4 separate regions of the Mus musculus genome follow, and regions 1, 2 and 4 are each linked to region 3. A link is a contact called in public Hi-C and promoter capture Hi-C data. All regions are on one chromosome and are shown on one strand. Each heading gives the region's core, a stretch centred on a gene start, on an enhancer-like site or on the middle of the called end of the contact. The rest is flanking DNA. Distances are from core to core; before and after follow the strand shown.

Region 1 (2,787 bases), core at 271-2,770, 3.1 Mb before region 3:
ACAAAACAAAAAAACAAAAAAAATTAATTTTTTTCCCCTTAGTGGTGATGACTGGTGATTCAGGGCCTCAAAGATGTTAGGTAAACACTTGATTCCTAGCCAATACATACCCATATTTAAACCAAATGCTTGGAAGAAAGGTAACTGTAATCCAAAGCTTTGAATTACTTATCAATGACCATTATAATGCAGAAAGTCACTCATGACAATGTACACTGTACAGAGCTGGCAGCATTCCATTTATCGGGAAAAGGCCAAGAATGTGCTAGAACAAACTAGCCTATTCATATTTTTAGCAATCACTACAGACCTTGAAGCAGACAGCTCAGAAAGGAAGATGTAATACAAACTCTGGCAAGAATGCATGTATCCACTGCTCTTCAGAACGCTATTTCGCTAGCTATAAATGTTCAACCTGAACAAAAACACATATGAACTTAGGTAGGCTTTCATAGGGCAGAAACAACTTTTGAAATATGGAACTATTACAATAGTAGTGACCACCGGGTGGTTAACATTCCTGTTTATTTCTACCAACTTTATGTAATTCTTACATAAGAAACGATATGTATCTCAAAGGCAAAACCAATATATTTACAACTTTAAACATCAACCAGGAAAGAAGAAATCAACAGATGGTCAAGTAGCAGAGAGTCAACCAACTGGTTTACGAAGCAGCAGGTAGCCAGTTAAGGAAAACAGCTGATCGGCATGCGAAACAACCGAGGTAAACCGAGGCACGAAGAAAGCGCTTCTACAGACTTTATCTGGACTGCCTCCAAACCCTCCACGCCCTCGTGAGCTCAGGCCACCAGATCCTCACCGCAGCACGGCGTACACGCACCAGCTCCCAGTGTCCGCCGCCATCTTATCCCACCCTCCCCTCTCACAGCCCGGAAGCGCTTGCCTGTTCTTCTATCCTATTGGCTCCTGAGGAAGCGTGTGCCGTTAGCCACGCCCCCCGCTTACACGCCTTCCTGCAGGTTGCCTAATAGCCGCTTCCCACAGGCGGGGCGCACACGGGCCCATCCCACTTGGGCCACGCCGCTGCGGTGGCGGTGGTGGGGCGTGGCTTGTGATGGACAGCCGGCTCTCTCGCCCCTCCCACCCCACTCGCCCCGCCCACTTCGCTCCCCCCCCTCCCGTCTGGAAGCCCCCTTGAGGGCGCCCAGCCCTGCCCCCACCGCGGCGCTGCCAGCCGGTTGGGACCCAATGGGAGGTCCGGGCGGGCGACGAGCTAATCTTCCAGTACAGAGTCCGCTCTTTCAGAGGTGTCGGCGAGTCCCCAGCGGCCGCAGTAGCGGGGCGCGGGGTGGAGAGGGGGCTGCGCTGGAGCGGGCGTCCTGAGACTGTGGTCCTCGCTGCACCCTATCTGCAGCGCACCGCGGACCTCGCTGTCCGTAGTCCGCAGCGCCGGGGCTGGGAGATCTGAGCCCTGTGTTCCCCAGGAACCACGGATGCGCTTCTTCGCGCCTCCTCTCCCTGGCTTGTAAAGTCGCCCTTCCCTCCCCCCAACCAGGTGACCTTTGGGCTCGGGGATGGATCCCAGGAAGAACTTGGCGTCTGTGGGGACGATGCCTGAACAGGAGAGACAGGTCACAGCCAAAGAGGCCAGTCGGAAAGTAAGTTTCCTTTGCCTGACCGCAGCGTGTACGCACCTGCTCAAAGCGCTTTTCTCCTCGGTTCCTCCAGGGCTCGTGACTGTGGACACGTACCCCTGAGAACCCGGGAGGAAAACCCTCTAGATCAAGGGTGCCACTAGCCCTCTGGTGTACAACGATTTCGAGCCCAGAACTTTCCCCGGTCCTTATTAAAGAGCTCTTGAGCGTGGGCTTGCTGTATAAAAACTCTAGTTGCTCCTGGGAGTGCTAATACCTCGCTAATGCCTGGCTAATGCTCCTCAAAAGGTCTACATCCAAGTCCTGTACCTTGAAGGCATTCATTTAATAATACAGGGGGTTAATTAATGCAGCCTCTTAGAGATGCAAACAGCGTAGAATATTTAACATGAAAAGCAGGTCTGTTTTTCTTTTCTTCATGTGCGTTTTCAATCAACAAATACTTACTGAAACTTGTATAGGTCGCAGGCATATGATGAATTCTTGAAGATTTGTGCATTGTTTTAAAATATTTTGTCTAGCTTAATTGAAATCACGTTTTATGTTCTCGGAACTTTTTTTTTCCAATTAGTTATACTTTGTAGATTGTTTCCCAGAGTGTCATAGGTGTTCCCCATAGTCTGTTGGTGGTTCCCTCTTGGGTGGTCATGGCGATTGCTTCCTTTCTTTCCCAGTTGACGTGATCTTTGCACTTGAATTGTTGTGTGTGTGTGTGTGTGTGTGTGTGTGTGTGATGGAGGTTAGGGGCATCTTGCTGGACTTAGTGCTGCTTTTCCCACCATGTGTGTCAGTGTGTCGGGTCGTCGGGTTTAAAAGCTAGTGCCTTTACCCACTGAGCCATCTTGCCCTACTTGTACTTGAGTCTTTTTTTTTTTTAAAGCATTTATTTATTTGTTTTATGTGTATATGGGGAAGAATGGAGGGGGAGAGAATCTAGGCGTGAGAGGTCAGCAGAAGACGTCCAGGAGTTGGTTTTCCCTCCTTTCAGCAAACAGGTCCTAGGGCTTCAAGATTGTGTGCATCCACTCATCGAGCCATTCAACTGGCCTTACACTTGGTTATTGACATCGAATTTAATACTGGGCGTATTTCTTTAGGTCTGGATTGCTGGATTGGAGCTTGCTCCTTTTGTTCAGGTCTCTGAAACTAATTAATCCAGCAGTTTTAT
Region 2 (2,861 bases), core at 248-2,747, 4.9 Mb after region 3:
TACCACAGACCAATCTGATGAGTCAGAAAATTTCCTTTGCTTTGCCTGCAAACACATCCACACTCTGACTACTCTTCCCACAACCTTCTATGTCACAACTCAGATGCTAACGATCAACATTTCCCTTATGGCAATGGGCTAGCAATGGACTTTTGCTTCATCTGCTACAACCTCCTTTTAACCGAGAGACAGAAGCCACTTCCTTGACATTTACATTGGGTCATTTCACTTCGAAGCTCAATGCATCAATTTTACACATCTCCGTTTGAAGTTGCTTCTTCCATGATCTTTACCAGTAAAGTAGAAGAAAGCAGCAGAGACCTATTATTAAATACTGATTTATTGATTCATTTCATGACTTATTCAAAGCACTGCTTGTCCTGCTTATTTGACAAGCATGTCTTTACTGGCTACTTGGAACATAACGACCTGGAGAAATAGCAGAAACATTGGGCTATGTTACCCTTAACAACCTGCTGACTGCCTCTTAGGCATCTGTAAAATTTCGCTTGCTTGCCCACCCCACCTTGTGGTTTTAGAGTATAAAACGCAAACAACAGACTGGAGCCCAACCAAGCCTTTCAGGAGCAACCCTGGCTTGAGTCCATCTGCGACATCTCTTCGCTTCTACTCTCACTGATGTCCGAGTGAGTGTTCCAGAGAGTCCTGCAATAGCAACAACCGCGCGCCTTCTCTCCTTCCAGATCCAAACCTGCGTTAGATAGGCTCTAAAAATGTTTTGAGCATTCTCTTCATAACATCAGGTCTTCCTCTTTCATCTTCTCAAAGATGAAACCCAAATCATTTGCTCCTGCATTATTTCCCTTCAAAGAGCCCATCTCTTTGGAATATGGTCCTTACAGTCTTCTTGGTCATGCTCCTCTATCTGACCTTTCATGAACGTTACCACCAGCTTGCAGACCATGTAGGAACTTGGCAGTCATGTTTCTGAAGACGCAGTTCAAGGGTGAAGACTCAATGTCAACAGGGAACAAGGGCTCCAGCGCGGTAACACAGCTGGTCTAAAAGCAAAGTGGAAGACGACACAATGAGAGGGATTCGTAGACGCGAAACAGATGGGAGCATCTCCAGCCGTGCAGCGGTACAACTGGCAGACGTGGTGAGGGGCGCGCGGAACGGATTGCAGGTGTCTGGGGAACCTTGCCTTGCTTCAAGCCTCCAGACCTTCCTTCTCTCCTCAGCAACCTTTCTCCAGCTTGCACTCCAAGTTCCGCAAGTGTGCAGAGCCGGTACTGTCCCCAGCTGTGTCTTGGCCCACGTCCATCACAGGGGCAAACCGCAAACCACAGGAGCAGAGCTTTCAGGCCGTCTGCCTTCCGCGCAGGCTCCAGAGCCAGGCTCCTAGAGGCAGAGTTTAAGCCACGCCCGGGCCGCATACGAACCAATCCGCCCCCGAATATGGATGATTGACATCCAGCGGCGGGGAATTCGGGTCCGGATTAGGCACTCCTAATATTGTGGGCGGGCCTACACGAGAGGAATCCGGAAGCGCCGCGCGACTGGTGGCGGCTGGGGCCAGAGATCCCGGCTGGGGTCCAGTATGTCTTCTCTTCGGAAGCAGGGTAGGCAGGAAGCGCGGAACGCGAACGGAGACTGGATCCGAGATACCCAGGGGTGGCGGACGTGGTAGGCTGATGGCCCTGAGCACTGAGGGATCGTAGGGGCTACAGGGACCTTGAGTGTCTAGGGCAAGATGGGACATGCTGGGCCCTGAGGTACCCTTCTTGTGGTGGCTTCCCCTTCCTGCTGGCTGGGTCTGGCGCTGTCGCAGCTTTTAGGGGCCTTCGTTCTCCCTGGACCACACTAGTGGAGCAGAGGCCTCACCGGACTCTGGGATCTTCTTTGCTGGGGCGGAGCTGGCGCGTGGGGATGGGGATTGGGGTGGTGGGTGGAGGACACAAGACCTAGAGTCTGGAGGATTGCCTTTACCTAGGGCAGCCAGGCCTGCAGTCATCTCTGGGTTAGTACCCTGAGGTCCTGAAGTGCAGTTCATGTGATAGGAGTAGAGAATATGAGACTTTTCTGTGTTTAAAACATGCTTCTCTCTTGTGAAATGGGAGGGAGGTGGAGGAGACGGCTAGTGGCAACTGTATATAGTTAATAAGTATCTGCTTAAAAAGCAGGAAACTAATTTCTCTGCAAGCAAGAAAACCATGAACAAATTAGTATAGTCCCCATCCTTAACTAGCGACTTTCCACTTCAGCCTCAGTGACTTAAGTTTCATCAAACTTTATGGGGGTGGGGCGGGGGGGGGGGTTGGAAGTAAGATGATCTCAGGGATCAGAAAGGACAGATATAACCCTTTCAAAACAGTCTGATCTGATGTTGTGTTTCAAGATGAACATAAGTGTTCTTTACTGAGCAGCAAAACCTTTTTCTAATCCTTGCAAGGAAGAGGATACAAACACTTTATAGGTTCAGCTGTTTCCTGGGTTGACGCCACACCCTGTGCTTTCTCTTCTTGAATTCCCTTCTATGTTCGAGATGCTTCAAAACTTGGCATTAAATGCAAGGAATTATATCATCTATAAAGCACCTCGCCAACTTTAAGACTCTTTTTAACCTCAGTAAATTAAGGTAAAATGCAGGAAAGCTTTTGGTCGTTTTAATCAGACACTAAACTACTCTCTGAAAACAGTCTCTTTTTCTGTTGAAGAGACTATATGACAGAATTATCAGGTAAAATGTAAATAGTTGAAGGATACTGTGTTTTCCAAAGAGTGGGGCTTGTGAACCCAAAACATAAACCTGGAAGTAGGCATTTAAGCCTGAGAAGGCCAGCTAGGATGCCTCATGGTGGTTATATGGGGATGGAGGAGGGAGGGAAAGCATGAGAGAG
Region 3 (2,700 bases), core at 39-2,538:
TCAGGTCTAGAGACAGTGTCATTAGTCTAATGAAGGCACCTCACCTCCTGCCATAGCAGACTGGTAAAAGATAACACATTAGCCAAGGAGGAAACGTAACTGGATAAGTGCTGTGAAGAAAAGAAAGGTAGAGAGAAGGGAGGCTGGTGGCACAGGAGGTGTGATTATGAACCAACCACCTTTGCCACACAGCCAATCAAATAGAATAGAATCAGATAGAATATCCCAGCTGGAATCCCCAGTTGTGTCTTCCAGCTGACCCTTCTGCGATCTCCATTTATAGGATTCTGAACCTGGGGGGCCATGTCCCTCCACACTGGACACAGCACACAAGACAGACCAGAGAGGCAGCCAACGTCCTGATCCCCCACCTTGCCTGCCTTGGACTGTTTTTAACAAATGAAATATAGAATATGTTTTTATTTCTCAAACCGTACACCTAGGAATTTGGATGGGGAGTGTGGTGGGATGTTTTAAGGCTAAAAATGTTGAGAAATGTATTGAAATGTTCCCCACCCATCACTAATCATGAACAGCATTTATTTCCAGTCCTAATTTGTGTATTCTTATTCCTTCGCAAGAATTCTATGGGGCAGAATCGCTGTAGGCCTGACCTCTACTTAGTAATTTCCTGCCACGCCTGCTCAAGGGTTATAAAACATTTTTCCGCTGGGCATGGACGATTCAGAACAATCTTTGTCCCCACGTCCACAGTCCTGTGTAACCTCTACATCGAAACAAATGTCAGGGTGATGCTTTCCCATCTCCCAGAAAGACTTTCCGTGGGAAGGTTTACTTCTGGCTTTGGGGGATCTGGATTAACCCCTCAAGGATACCTGGGAGAAAGGTCTGAAAGCAAAGCGGCTATTAAAGGCTCAGATGCCATTTTAGGCGTGTTTCCTTTCCCTTTTCTGGACACACAACTGAAATTTTTCAAAAGTCCCAATCAGCTTTTCAAATTCCTCCTCCCATGATACACATACACACATACACCACTCTGACTAGTAGTTAAGTGGACTCTGTTTTGAGCAAACCCGCTGACTATGACCACCCAGTGACTAACCCATTTCGCTTCAGAACAAACCCATTGTGTCTTACAGCCGTTAGGAGGCTGGGACAGCATGCAAATCTGACACAGACCGCGAGACTGCCCCCTAAGAACCTGTCGGTTCCTCCTGCCCCCTGTCCCCGCCTTCACCCCAACCCTACTAGCAACTTGGTAACTGACTGGGAAGAAAAGCCTCCTGTCTTGGGGCCCCAAGCCGGAAGCCTCCCCAACCCGGTCCCGGGCAGGGGAAGGGGCGGGCACAGGCAGCAGCAGCTCAGAAGATGCACGCGGGGCTCCTGGGGCTCTCTGCCCTGCTGCAGGCGGCCGAGCAAAGCGCGCGTGAGTGAGGCGCAGCCCGCGAGTGCTCACCCCTCCAATACCCTACTCCAACCCAGTGTGCGGGGCACATCTACCACCGCTGTGCCTCCTCCTCCTCCGGCAGGCAGGCAAGCGGCGAACACTGCGCCGGTGCACGCACGATGATCTCCCGTCCTAGCCTGCAGAGCACTCCCTGTGTGATCCCCTCACCATGCATGATTTCCTCCATCCAGTTAGACATCCCTCCATGCATGGATCCTCCCCATACTCCAAACCCGGAGCCCTGAGTCCCTTCTCTCTCCTCTCGCTGGTGCTCTGCAAAGAGCTGCGTGAGGAGGCTACTTTGGAGCGCCAGCACTTGGTGAGGCGCCCTGGCTCCCTGGACACCCGGGCTCCGGGCTGGGGTGGCATGCGATCCAAGAGCTGGGAGAGGTGGAGGGGTGGGATCCCAAAGGACACTGGTTACCCTTTCGAGATTGTGACACAGCAGAACGCTGGTTTACTGAAGACAAGGGTCCTGTGGGTAGCGGAGATGAAGCAAGATGGCCATAGTTTTCGCGCCTTTCGCGTTTGAATTTGTAACCCTTTCAGTGCTGGCATAGAGTGCCTCCGCCCACTTCTGCCACTCTCCTACAAGGCCCGGTCCCTGGGGAAACTCCACCATCCGGATCCAACAAGGTTCCGCGTCCCTTCTTGGACATGGTATCTCTGAAATTTACCTCTGATTTACAGAATAATCCCTGCAGATTCCCGTCCCCAACACCCACTCAGAATCCCAAAGGGCGCTAGTTTAGGCCCTAAGAGACTAGGAAGTACACTGTTGCCCATAGTGGCCTAGTCCCCTAGCTTTCCAACAGGAAAAGAATGGATGTTTAGCAGGAAGCTTGTCAGTGCACTGAACATAACCTGGGACTGAGAAAGGAATAGTGGCTATTCTCTTCCCATAGCTGATGGGTTCCCGGCTCTGCCTCCAAGCAGTGAGGTTTGTGCCTACTGATCTACATTCCTTGGTAATCCTAGAAAACTCAGGACAACGGTAGTGTGAAAGGGTCCCTGAGTACCCTCCACAATCCCCCTCAGTAATCAGTAATACCAACACAGCTTCTCGCTGACATCCGAGGTTATATAGGTGGAGCCTGGTCTGATGGCATAGGCGTATAATCCAAGCCAATGAAGAGGTTGGGGGTGGATGAACGTGGTGAGTTCTAAACCTAACTAGGCTGCAGAAAGAGTTTAAAGCTAGCCTGTGCAACTTAGCAGAACATTGTCTCTAAATAAACAGAAAAGTGGACTCGGGGATAGCAGAGGCCTTACCTAGCACAGGAACTGCCCTG
Region 4 (2,700 bases), core at 154-2,653, 4.3 Mb before region 3:
AAGTTCGAGGCCAGCCTGGTCTACAAAGTGAGTTCCAGGACAGCCAGGGCTATACAGAGAAACCCTGTCTCAAAAAACCAAACAAACAAACAAATAAAAAACTGTCTTGGTCATGGTTTCCCTTCACAGCAATGGAAACCCTGAGGCAGTACGTGAATGAATAAATGGGGAAAGTCACAGAAATGAAATTACGTATGGCACAACAGAGGAATCTCAGTAGAATCTATACAATAAGAAGGAGACGAAAAACTCTGATTCAATTTAAGTGAAAGTTAAGAAAACACAAGTTTGTTTCTAGTGACAGAAAGGTTAGTACTGGGCAAAGGGGGTCTGCTGAATGGCTGAAAGGTATGACTGTAAAGAGTAAGGAAGTTTTTAGAGGTGGTGTTTATTATCTTGATTGTACTGATGGTTTAAGGGCATGGACGTGGTAGAAGTTAACAAATTATGTCCACGTTAAATGAGTGGGTTTACTATACACCCTTTATTGGGATAAAGCTATTCATTTTTGAGACAGGGTCTCACCATGACGATCTGGCTGGCCTGGTACTATTTAGGTAAACTGGGGTGGGCTTGAACTCAGAGATCACCAGGGAGTGGACGACCTCTGCCCTGTCCCCCGCCCTATGCTGGAAATTTTTTTAATGCTATTTTTAAAACCCCAAAAGAGAAATCAATTATCGTGACAACTGATCAAGTATCTAATCAATTATCAGTATACTAAAAAGTTGTACTAGAACATCGCCACCACCAGACGTGCATAGGGATTTTCCTGGATGTCTTGCAAAGATACAGTCAGTAAAGTGGGGACCAATGAGAGAGAACTGTTGTTGGTCCAGTCGGGTCACCTAAGCGGGTATAGCTGGTGTACATGTCTCTGGGACGAAAAAAACCAACACCTCAAGAAGAATTGGAGAAGGGATGCAGGATAATGCAGAACAGGAATACCATCTCCTCACTCTCGTTCAAGAGGGTTCCAGGGGCCAAATGCATCCCCAGTAGTGCGCTTTGTAGTTGTAAATATCTGTGTCTGTTGGAATTGGAGAGTGACGGTTGTTTTTGTGGAGCGAGGTGGGTTAGCCCACGTGAAAGCTGGAACGCTTAATCAAGAAGGGAACTATTCCTGTGCCCACAAACCACTTCACCACAACCAACAGGGAATTCCGAGTCTCTAACCCCGGCGTCTTTCCCGGAACTCCCGGATCCACCGATCACGTCCACCTCATCATCATCATCTTCTTCCGCCCGGAAGGGTTTCATTCGCCTACACTAGGAAGACTTCTCTCCCAGCCACCGCGCACCTCACCGCAACGCGCAGCCGCGGAGGCGTCGCTTTACGGCCGGAGGGGGCGGGGTGTCAACGTGCGGCACAGAAGGTGTTCGGGAGAGGCTAGGTTTTTTTGCGACAGGACGTAAGCGGCGACGGAGGTGGCGCGACAGCTGCTGGAGGGCCGAGGAGGCGGGTTTGTGTTTCCAGGGCCGAACCAGGATGTGGGGGGGCGCGGGTCCTGGGCTTGGGTAGCTTGGAGTCCCTCGGCTACAGCCATGAGTGAAGGGGATCGGCGAGGGGGGAGGCCTGGGGCGTCTTTGGGCGGTGGGTGGCTCCGAAGGGCTGGCGGGCCGGAGAGCCGGCTCTAGGCCGGCCATCTGACCCCGTGTCTTGCCCGAACTCGCAGAGCGGCGGGTCCTGTCCTCGCCATGAGGCCGCAGCAGGCACCGGTGTCCGGGAAGGTGTTCATTCAGCGAGACTACAGCAGCGGCACGCGCTGCCAGTTCCAGACCAAGTTCCCCGCGGAGCTGGAGAACAGGGTATGCAGCCCGGCTTCCCCTGCTCCTGGCCCTGCTCCTGGCCCTGCCCCTGGCCCTGGGGAGGGGAGAGTCCCTGGAGCGGGAGGGAGTGTCTCACGGTTCGGGAGAGCATGAGACGTCAGGATTCATGGGAAAAGATATACGAAGGAGGTACGGTCTAGTATTTGGAGAAAGACCACTAAGGCTAATGCTCAGAGTACAGTGATCATATAGAACTTTTAGGATGCTGGCCCGCAGTCCACCCAAGAGTGTCCTTAACAGGATGCCGACACACACACACACACACACACACACACACACACGGTACTTGACACCTGGTTGAAGCTCACACACACACACACACTCACTCAGTTATTGACATCTTGATGAGGTGCTAATTCCTGGAACTCCAGGCCACCTCATACCTCCTGTGGTAACCTATATCCTACTGCCTCAGACACGCGAAAGACAGCGTCATAGTCATGACTGGTATCTGTGGTCACTGTGCTGGTCATACTGTTCAGCTGAAAGGGTTTATTAGGGATGTGCTCGGCAGTCCAGACAGGCCTTCTTGGAACCTGAAAAACGTACACGGTCCCGGGCAGGAACGGCAAAGGAACTTGTAGCTGAACCAACCCTGACTCCCAGTCATTATCACTGGGAACTTCCTGTTTGCCTTGCATATCAAAACGGTCATGGGGCAGAGGTCCTTTGGGCAACCTTGTAAACAAAGATGAGATTTGTGTACCATTCCTTCAGATTTAACCACACCAAAAAAAAAACAAAAAAAATCTACTCGTCTACCCAATGTGATCCTCCTTTTGTTCTTCAGCGATATTACTCAGATTCTATTTCCTGTTCATAAATCAGTTTCTGAAGGATGAGGAACTTGGAGGGTAATTAAGCATGGTG

The links. Promoter capture Hi-C pulls out the DNA fragments that hold promoters and counts their contacts. Hi-C and Micro-C count contacts between places; a contact is called where the count stands out from the background.
Region 1: a contact with region 3 is called in a promoter capture Hi-C map of pre-B cells. The contact joins the promoter of Atp7b here to the promoter of Xkr5 in region 3. A contact is called at or near these places in 2 of 39 promoter capture datasets (cranial neural crest and pre-B cells) and 2 of 484 Hi-C or Micro-C datasets (CD8 T cells and muscle stem cells).
Region 2: a contact with region 3 is called in a Hi-C map of B cells, with 6 read pairs. The contact joins the promoter of Erich1 here to the promoter of Xkr5 in region 3. A contact is called at or near these places in 1 of 39 promoter capture datasets (cranial neural crest) and 1 of 484 Hi-C or Micro-C datasets (B cells).
Region 4: a Hi-C map of B cells shows a contact between it and region 3, with 5 read pairs. The contact joins the promoter of Golga7 here to the promoter of Xkr5 in region 3. A contact is called at or near these places in 1 of 39 promoter capture datasets (pre-B cells) and 1 of 484 Hi-C or Micro-C datasets (B cells).

Annotation. Positions count from the first base shown.
Region 1 is chr8:22,058,807-22,061,593 of GRCm38.p6, reverse strand. Atp7b (ATPase, Cu++ transporting, beta polypeptide) reads left to right here and starts at 1,520. Exons shown (of 21, transcript NM_007511.2): 1 at 1,520-1,622. The coding sequence starts at 1,539. It overlaps Alg11 (asparagine-linked glycosylation 11 (alpha-1,2-mannosyltransferase)), which reads right to left and starts at 873. Exons shown (of 4, transcript NM_001243161.1): 1 at 824-873. The coding sequence starts at 867.
Region 2 is chr8:14,088,963-14,091,823 of GRCm38.p6, reverse strand. It overlaps Erich1 (glutamate rich 1), which reads left to right and starts at 1,497. Exons shown (of 6, transcript NM_001034862.2): 1 at 1,497-1,583. The coding sequence starts at 1,562.
Region 3 is chr8:18,949,563-18,952,262 of GRCm38.p6, reverse strand. It overlaps Xkr5 (X-linked Kx blood group related 5), which reads left to right and starts at 1,288. Exons shown (of 7, transcript NM_001113350.2): 1 at 1,288-1,387. The coding sequence starts at 1,330. It overlaps Gm40464 (a long non-coding RNA gene), which reads right to left and starts at 1,996. Exons shown (of 3, transcript XR_870173.3): 1 at 1,833-1,996.
Region 4 is chr8:23,255,783-23,258,482 of GRCm38.p6, reverse strand. Golga7 (golgi autoantigen, golgin subfamily a, 7) reads left to right here and starts at 1,403. Exons shown (of 5, transcript NM_020585.2): 1 at 1,403-1,809. The coding sequence starts at 1,699.